2 separate regions of the Gossypium hirsutum genome follow, and region 2 is linked to region 1. A link is a contact called in public Hi-C data. All regions are on one chromosome and are shown on one strand. The core of a region is the stretch at or near the end of the contact, and the rest is flanking DNA. Distances in the headings are between cores, read along the strand shown.

Region 1 (3,114 bases), core at 119-2,618:
AATATCAAACTTCAATATGAAAACAGTTCTTAAAACAATTTTTAAGTTTAGGGATTAATTTAAATAAAAAAATTAAAATTCTAATGTGAGAGCAATTGTCTAGTCCATATCCCAATATAGAAACATTTATCAAATTCAATGACTAATTTGGATAAAAAAAGTTCACACCTCAAGGTGAAAGTTATTGCTAACTCAAGTCCCAAAGCTTTATAGCTTTGATAGGGATGGCAATTCGAATTTCGGATTTATCCAATTCAAATTTTACGGATTCAAAGCGGATGCAAATAGACCTCTTCTAACAAGTTTGCACCCAAAACCTCTTACACATAAAACCATGTTTTAACTACTAATACTGCTCTTAAACATTAGTTATAATTTACACAAGTTAATAATTAATGTATAAAAATATAATAAAAATATTTTTTTAAAATAAATATACTAATTAATAATAAAATTGAAAATAACTATTTCGTCTTCTTTTAAATGTCATGTAGCTTCTTCTAAATTTTATTTTTTTATTTTTAAACCTAAGCAAACAATGAGATGAGACCATCGTAATTCCTAAATTTTTCACTGCTTTTTTTATTATTTTATTAACTCAATTAGTTAAATTACTTTAAAAAAATTATTTCATATTTATATAATTAAAATAAATATTATAATATAAATTTATTTTCTAATATCACTTAATTATATTCAATACATGTTATATTATAAATAATTGTATACATACATGTTTAAGGACATATAATATATCAATTGTTATATATATATATGTAAATTATGAATGTATAATAATATTATTATACAATTATGATATTATAATTTGTATTATTTTATTAATGATATGTACCTAAACATTAAACGTGTAACTCATTTTACGGTAGATTATAATATATACAATTAGGATTATATAATTAAGGTAGATTATTTAAGATTACTAACCCTATATACAATTACATTATTATAATGTACATTTTTATATTAATGATATGTAAGATTAAACCCTAAACGTATTGTTATGAGAGACGTCAATACTGGTAATAGAATGATCGCAAAATAATAAGAAAAATAAAAATAAAAACACATAAATTTTACGTGAAAACCCTTTCGGAAAAACCCATGAATAGACTAATATCGATAAGTGAATGATACAAGATGATGTGATTCTGCCCACCAAGGCTGAATCAATTCTTGCCAAGGTGAAACAATTTGAAGTTGGGCCTAATTTCCATGAACCACATCTTCTTGAGATAGCTAGAACAAAGATTGATCATTTGTGTTTACCAATTAGGTCAACTATGGGGGGCGAACAAAGTGGGTCAAAGAAGAGTTTAAAGGGCCTATGTGTGGACATTGGGAACAAGCCCAAATTAATTATGTTCTGATTGGCCAAGACCAAGTCAAATGCTGATCCGAGAGTTGGATGAGACCTCCATTGGGTTTGGTTAATCATGAGACAGTTTAAGAAGACTTTAATTAAGTTTCATTTCAGTTTAATAAGTTTGTATCTTTAAATTATGTCTTGCATTATATGTCTACATCTTTAATTGTGTCTAGCATTATGTATTTTGCATTTAATTAAGTCATGCATAAAACCATCTCATATGTTAATTAAGTTTGTGTTTTAATTATGTACATTATGAAAATAAGTTTGCATTTTAATTAAGCCATGCATTTATGCATCTTATATGTTAATTATATTTAAGCATAGGTTGGAGTTACATGTTCATAAATAAATGCATGTGTGTATTTACATTATGCTGGTTTCAATCATAAATATGTGTGTTTTAAGTTAAATATTTTAGCTGAATATGAATATGAAAAGTTGTCAATGTTTAATGTCTAATTATTTATCTTGTAGCTGACTATTTATAGGACTAAGAATAACTCTTCAAGTCTAATCGATTTCATTCATTTAAAGCTCATTATGGTGGTTGTTTAAATGAATCATGAGTGACTCTTCAAAATCTGATTGGTTTCATGCCCTTAAGGATCATTATGGAGCCATTAAAAGAGATGAATGTCAAGCAACATAACATTTGGTCATAAGGGGGATAAAGGGACACTAAACAGCACAATCATGGAAGATTAAGCTTTCAACAAATGAAGAGACATGACTTTTTAGCTATCTGAATCAAGTGAAGAGTCATGACTTATTGGTTGCCCATCATAAAGTTATAACCAAATTTTAAGTTGTGATAAAAGCTAGTGTAGCTGCTGAATTTGAATAGTCAAATTAGGGCCTATATATATCTTGTAAAAGGACGATGTTGAGGTTAGATAATTATTCTGAATATAAACTTTGTTGGTGAGATTATTATCTCACGGTTCTTCATTGGATTAAGCTGAACTTATCAAACTTTTATGAGTTTGTGGCATTCACCCAATTGTCTTATCAATTCATTTCCCATCACGGAGTGTGGCGGCTTTGCTTACCAAGGTTCGAGTATTCTTTCACATTTAAGTGGGTCATAGTTTTAATATAACTACGGTTCCTTAAAGTATTCAAGTGCTACGGGTCAAGGTTTCCACCAATTGAACCTATTCGAGACGGTCCTTCCATTCGAGCTATTTTCCAAACCCTCCAAGTTTGGAAATTTGTATCACAAGAGGAGTTTTGACTATACCTATTTAAGGGTTGAAAAAACCTACAACTCTTAACCTCTCACCCCCACAGATCCCCTTATTTATTTTTTCAACAAGTAACAGAATTCAAGTCACACAAACTCTAACACGTATAACTAAAATTATGGTAAATTATAATATATACAATTAGCATTATATAATTAGGGTATATTATTAATGATATGTAATCCTATATACAATTATGATATTAAATGTATGCTTTTATATAATGATATGTAAGCTTTAACTCTAAATGTGGAACTAACTTTATGGTAGATTATAATATATGCAATTATAATTTATTTAGAATTCTTATGTTTAAGTCATTAGGTATATTATATTCAAACAAAAAAAAAAGTTGTTAGGTACATATAAATTGTTTTGGAGTTGTTAAGTTTAATTTGTTTGGATTTTTATTTAACTACTTCTCTTAATTCATTTTACATTATTTTTTTTTAATTATGAATAAATTTTGTTTTGTTTTAT
Region 2 (2,873 bases), core at 251-2,750, 120 kb before region 1:
ACAAGTGTCGAATTTTGAGGAACTTGAGAGACTAAGACTATCACTGCAAAGCTTTTGCGAGTGATAGATCTCTTGATTTGCTTGAGTATTGATGCTATTTTGGGCACCATGAAACTGAAAACTGTTGCCGATTAGGGGAGTTTCTTGGCCTAAAACTCCATTGTTGTTGCTGGTATCCCCATATAAAGCTTCAAGTTGACGAAAGAATCGATAGTGTTTACCATCCTGTCTCCCAGCCTTGCCTTCCTTAGTCTTTTTATAATATTTATACAAGTTTTCGAATTTTTCCCTGCATTTTTTCCCACTCCTTTGGTACCCATGTTCCTCAAACATGACTCTACAGCACCAAGAGAAAAGGGAAGGAAATGGCAATAAATTAAACTTTAAACCTATTAGAAAACAGATGAACCCTAATTCAAATTTGTATGACCATGGAAATATCATGTGATGAATGTTGATAAAGCTCTTATTTGACCATTCAAAATTGAAAAATAAAGATGGGTCTTTCGGCAAGGGACTGATGAAAACGTCTTTTCATGGAAAAAACTTGCAGATGGGTACTTAAAACATCCAAAAGGTTAGTCATTTTTATAGTAAAAACCAGTAAAAACTTGCACAATAATGGAGGCAACACATTTTCAAAGGAAAAAAAGAGAGCAAGTCAGTTGAAGACTATAGAAATGATCAGCTATCGTTTATTTTCTTTAAAAATAAATAAAAGAAGAAAACTCGTGTAATACTGTTCCTGGTTTGAACCCCATTTCATATCTTTAAAAGGAGAAACAATCCGTGGAGTGAAGTTGCTAGCTTTGGGAATGGAAGAAAATAGAGAATTAGGGTATGGAGAGCATGGAAGAATAAATATATTATTTGTATATACCTGGAAACTTCATCCCACAAAGGACCCTTTTGATTAGCTTCTTTGAACTTGGGGTCGAGATGAGATCTGATCTCAAGAAGTGTTAAAGTCTCTTGTCTCGGCCACCTTCCATTTCCTCCGTCACCTCCAAAAGCAGTGGCTTCACCGTCGAACCCACAGCTGGGACTAAGTGTGGAAGCACTAGTGACAGTGGCAACAGCAGCCATGGGAGTGCCATTAGTATTACCAGTAGAATCAGAAGGGAACTCATGTCTACCCACCATTTGCATCACATCGAAGGGGTGGTGGGGTTGCTGCGATGGCGGCAGATTCCGGTGGTGGCCGGGGGAGAATAACTCAGTATCCTGTGGAATTGCTTGGAAATTGATGGGTTTTCCGTTGAGTAGTTGCCTAAGATCGGGTATGGCATATTGATGGTGACGATGATCCTCCATTTCCATATCGATTTATGAATCCAAAAAGAAAAAAACAATGGATAAGGAAAAGGAAAGAGTAGAGTAAAGCTAGAAAAATAAAAATAAAGAGTGAAAGAGAAAGTTTTTAATAGAGAGAAAGAGTGTATGAGAGAGAGAGATAGAGAAAGCGGCAGACTCGGATCGTGTCGTCCACGAAAAATCTCCAAATTAAGCTTAGGACAACGGTCCCACACTCTACAAATATACGTATTTTGCTACAATCTTTTCCAAAATTACCTACATTTGTACATAATTGGAGTGTCTATTAATCCTAACTAGAGGTGTTCATGGGCCGGGCGGCCCGGGCCGGCTCGACGGCCCGCCCGAAATATGGGAGAGTTTTGGTAAAAATATAGGCCCGAAATATGGGCTTCGGCAAAAATATTTTTATTTTTATTTTTTAATTTTAAAATATTTTTAAAATACTTTTTTTTAATTTTTTAATTTTAAAATTTTTTTAAAATACTTTTTTTAATTTTAAAATATTTTTAAAATACTTTTTTTTTAATTTTAAAATTTTTTTAAAATTTTTTTAAAATACTTTTTTTAATTTTAAAATATTTTTAAAATACTTTTTTTAATTTTTATTTTAATTTTTAAAATAAATTTTTGGTATATATTTAAAAAACGGGCCGGGCCCGGGCTTATGAATTTTTTCCCAGGCCAGGCCTGGGCAAAATTCTAGGCCCATATTTTGGGCCGGGCCGGGCCCGGGCCTAGGACCCGGGCCGAAATTTTTTCTGGGCCCAGCCCGGCCCATGAACACCTCTAATCCTAACCCAGGTTAATTTGGGTGTACCTTAACTTGGATTTTGATATTTATTTTGTATCCGCTTATTTTAAGTAAAAGAATTTTTGAATTTTTTATAAAAACATTTATTCATTCTTTTTAATTTAATTTATGTTAATTTTAAGAGTGAAAGTGAATAATTAAGGACAATTAATCATGGTATTAATGTCTTCAGTCAATTGTAAATGATTTTAGCTCTCGATGTTTATATGTTTTGTCAATTTGGTCTAGATTCTAAAAAATTTAACAAATTTAGCCTCAATATTTAACATTTACAAAAATATTACAGGATAAATTTGTTAAGTTATTACCAAATTAACAAAATGTGTAAATTTTAATGGCTAAATTTGTTATTATACTAATCAAAATTATGTACAAATGATAGAAAACATTAACGTCATGGTTAATTGTTCTTAATTTCTCACATTCAAAATTGATAGGAATTAAATTTCCCAGATTTTTTAGAGGGACTAATTTGTCCAATTTCAAAATTAAAAAGAACTAAAAATATATTTTTACCCATTTTTTAAATTTAGAAAAGAGATCCATATCATTTTGAATTATTTATTCAAATCATTTTTAATCCAAACCACTCTAGGTTCCAATCATTTTGTGTCGATCATTTTGAATAAAATGATTTTAAATTAAAAAACTTGAATTATTAATTTTTTATAATAAAATTAAATTGAATCGAGTCCGGGGCCAAAATCAAGGGTAGTGTCAAAACATTCCAATCACAACCCATTCC

The links. Hi-C and Micro-C count contacts between places; a contact is called where the count stands out from the background.
Region 2: a Hi-C map of hypocotyl shows a contact between it and region 1, with 4 times the contacts expected there. The contact joins the promoter of LOC121213624 here to the enhancer-like site in region 1. A contact is called at or near these places in 12 of 34 Hi-C or Micro-C datasets (anther, callus, hypocotyl and 2 more).

Annotation. Positions count from the first base shown.
Region 1 is chrD01:33,333,520-33,336,633 of Gossypium_hirsutum_v2.1, reverse strand. No RefSeq gene overlaps it. Among protein-coding and RNA genes, the nearest start is that of LOC121214381, 11 kb to the left of the region's middle. Within about 2 kb of position 1,368, at least 3 of the 9 cell types and tissues checked have an H3K27ac peak or open chromatin away from gene starts, as enhancers often do. A contact at or near this core is called in hypocotyl and leaf, where this site is marked.
Region 2 is chrD01:33,457,067-33,459,939 of Gossypium_hirsutum_v2.1, reverse strand. It overlaps LOC121213624 (trihelix transcription factor PTL), which reads right to left and starts at 1,500. Exons shown (of 2, transcript XM_041086434.1): 1 at 881-1,500; 2 at 1-337. The coding sequence starts at 1,320.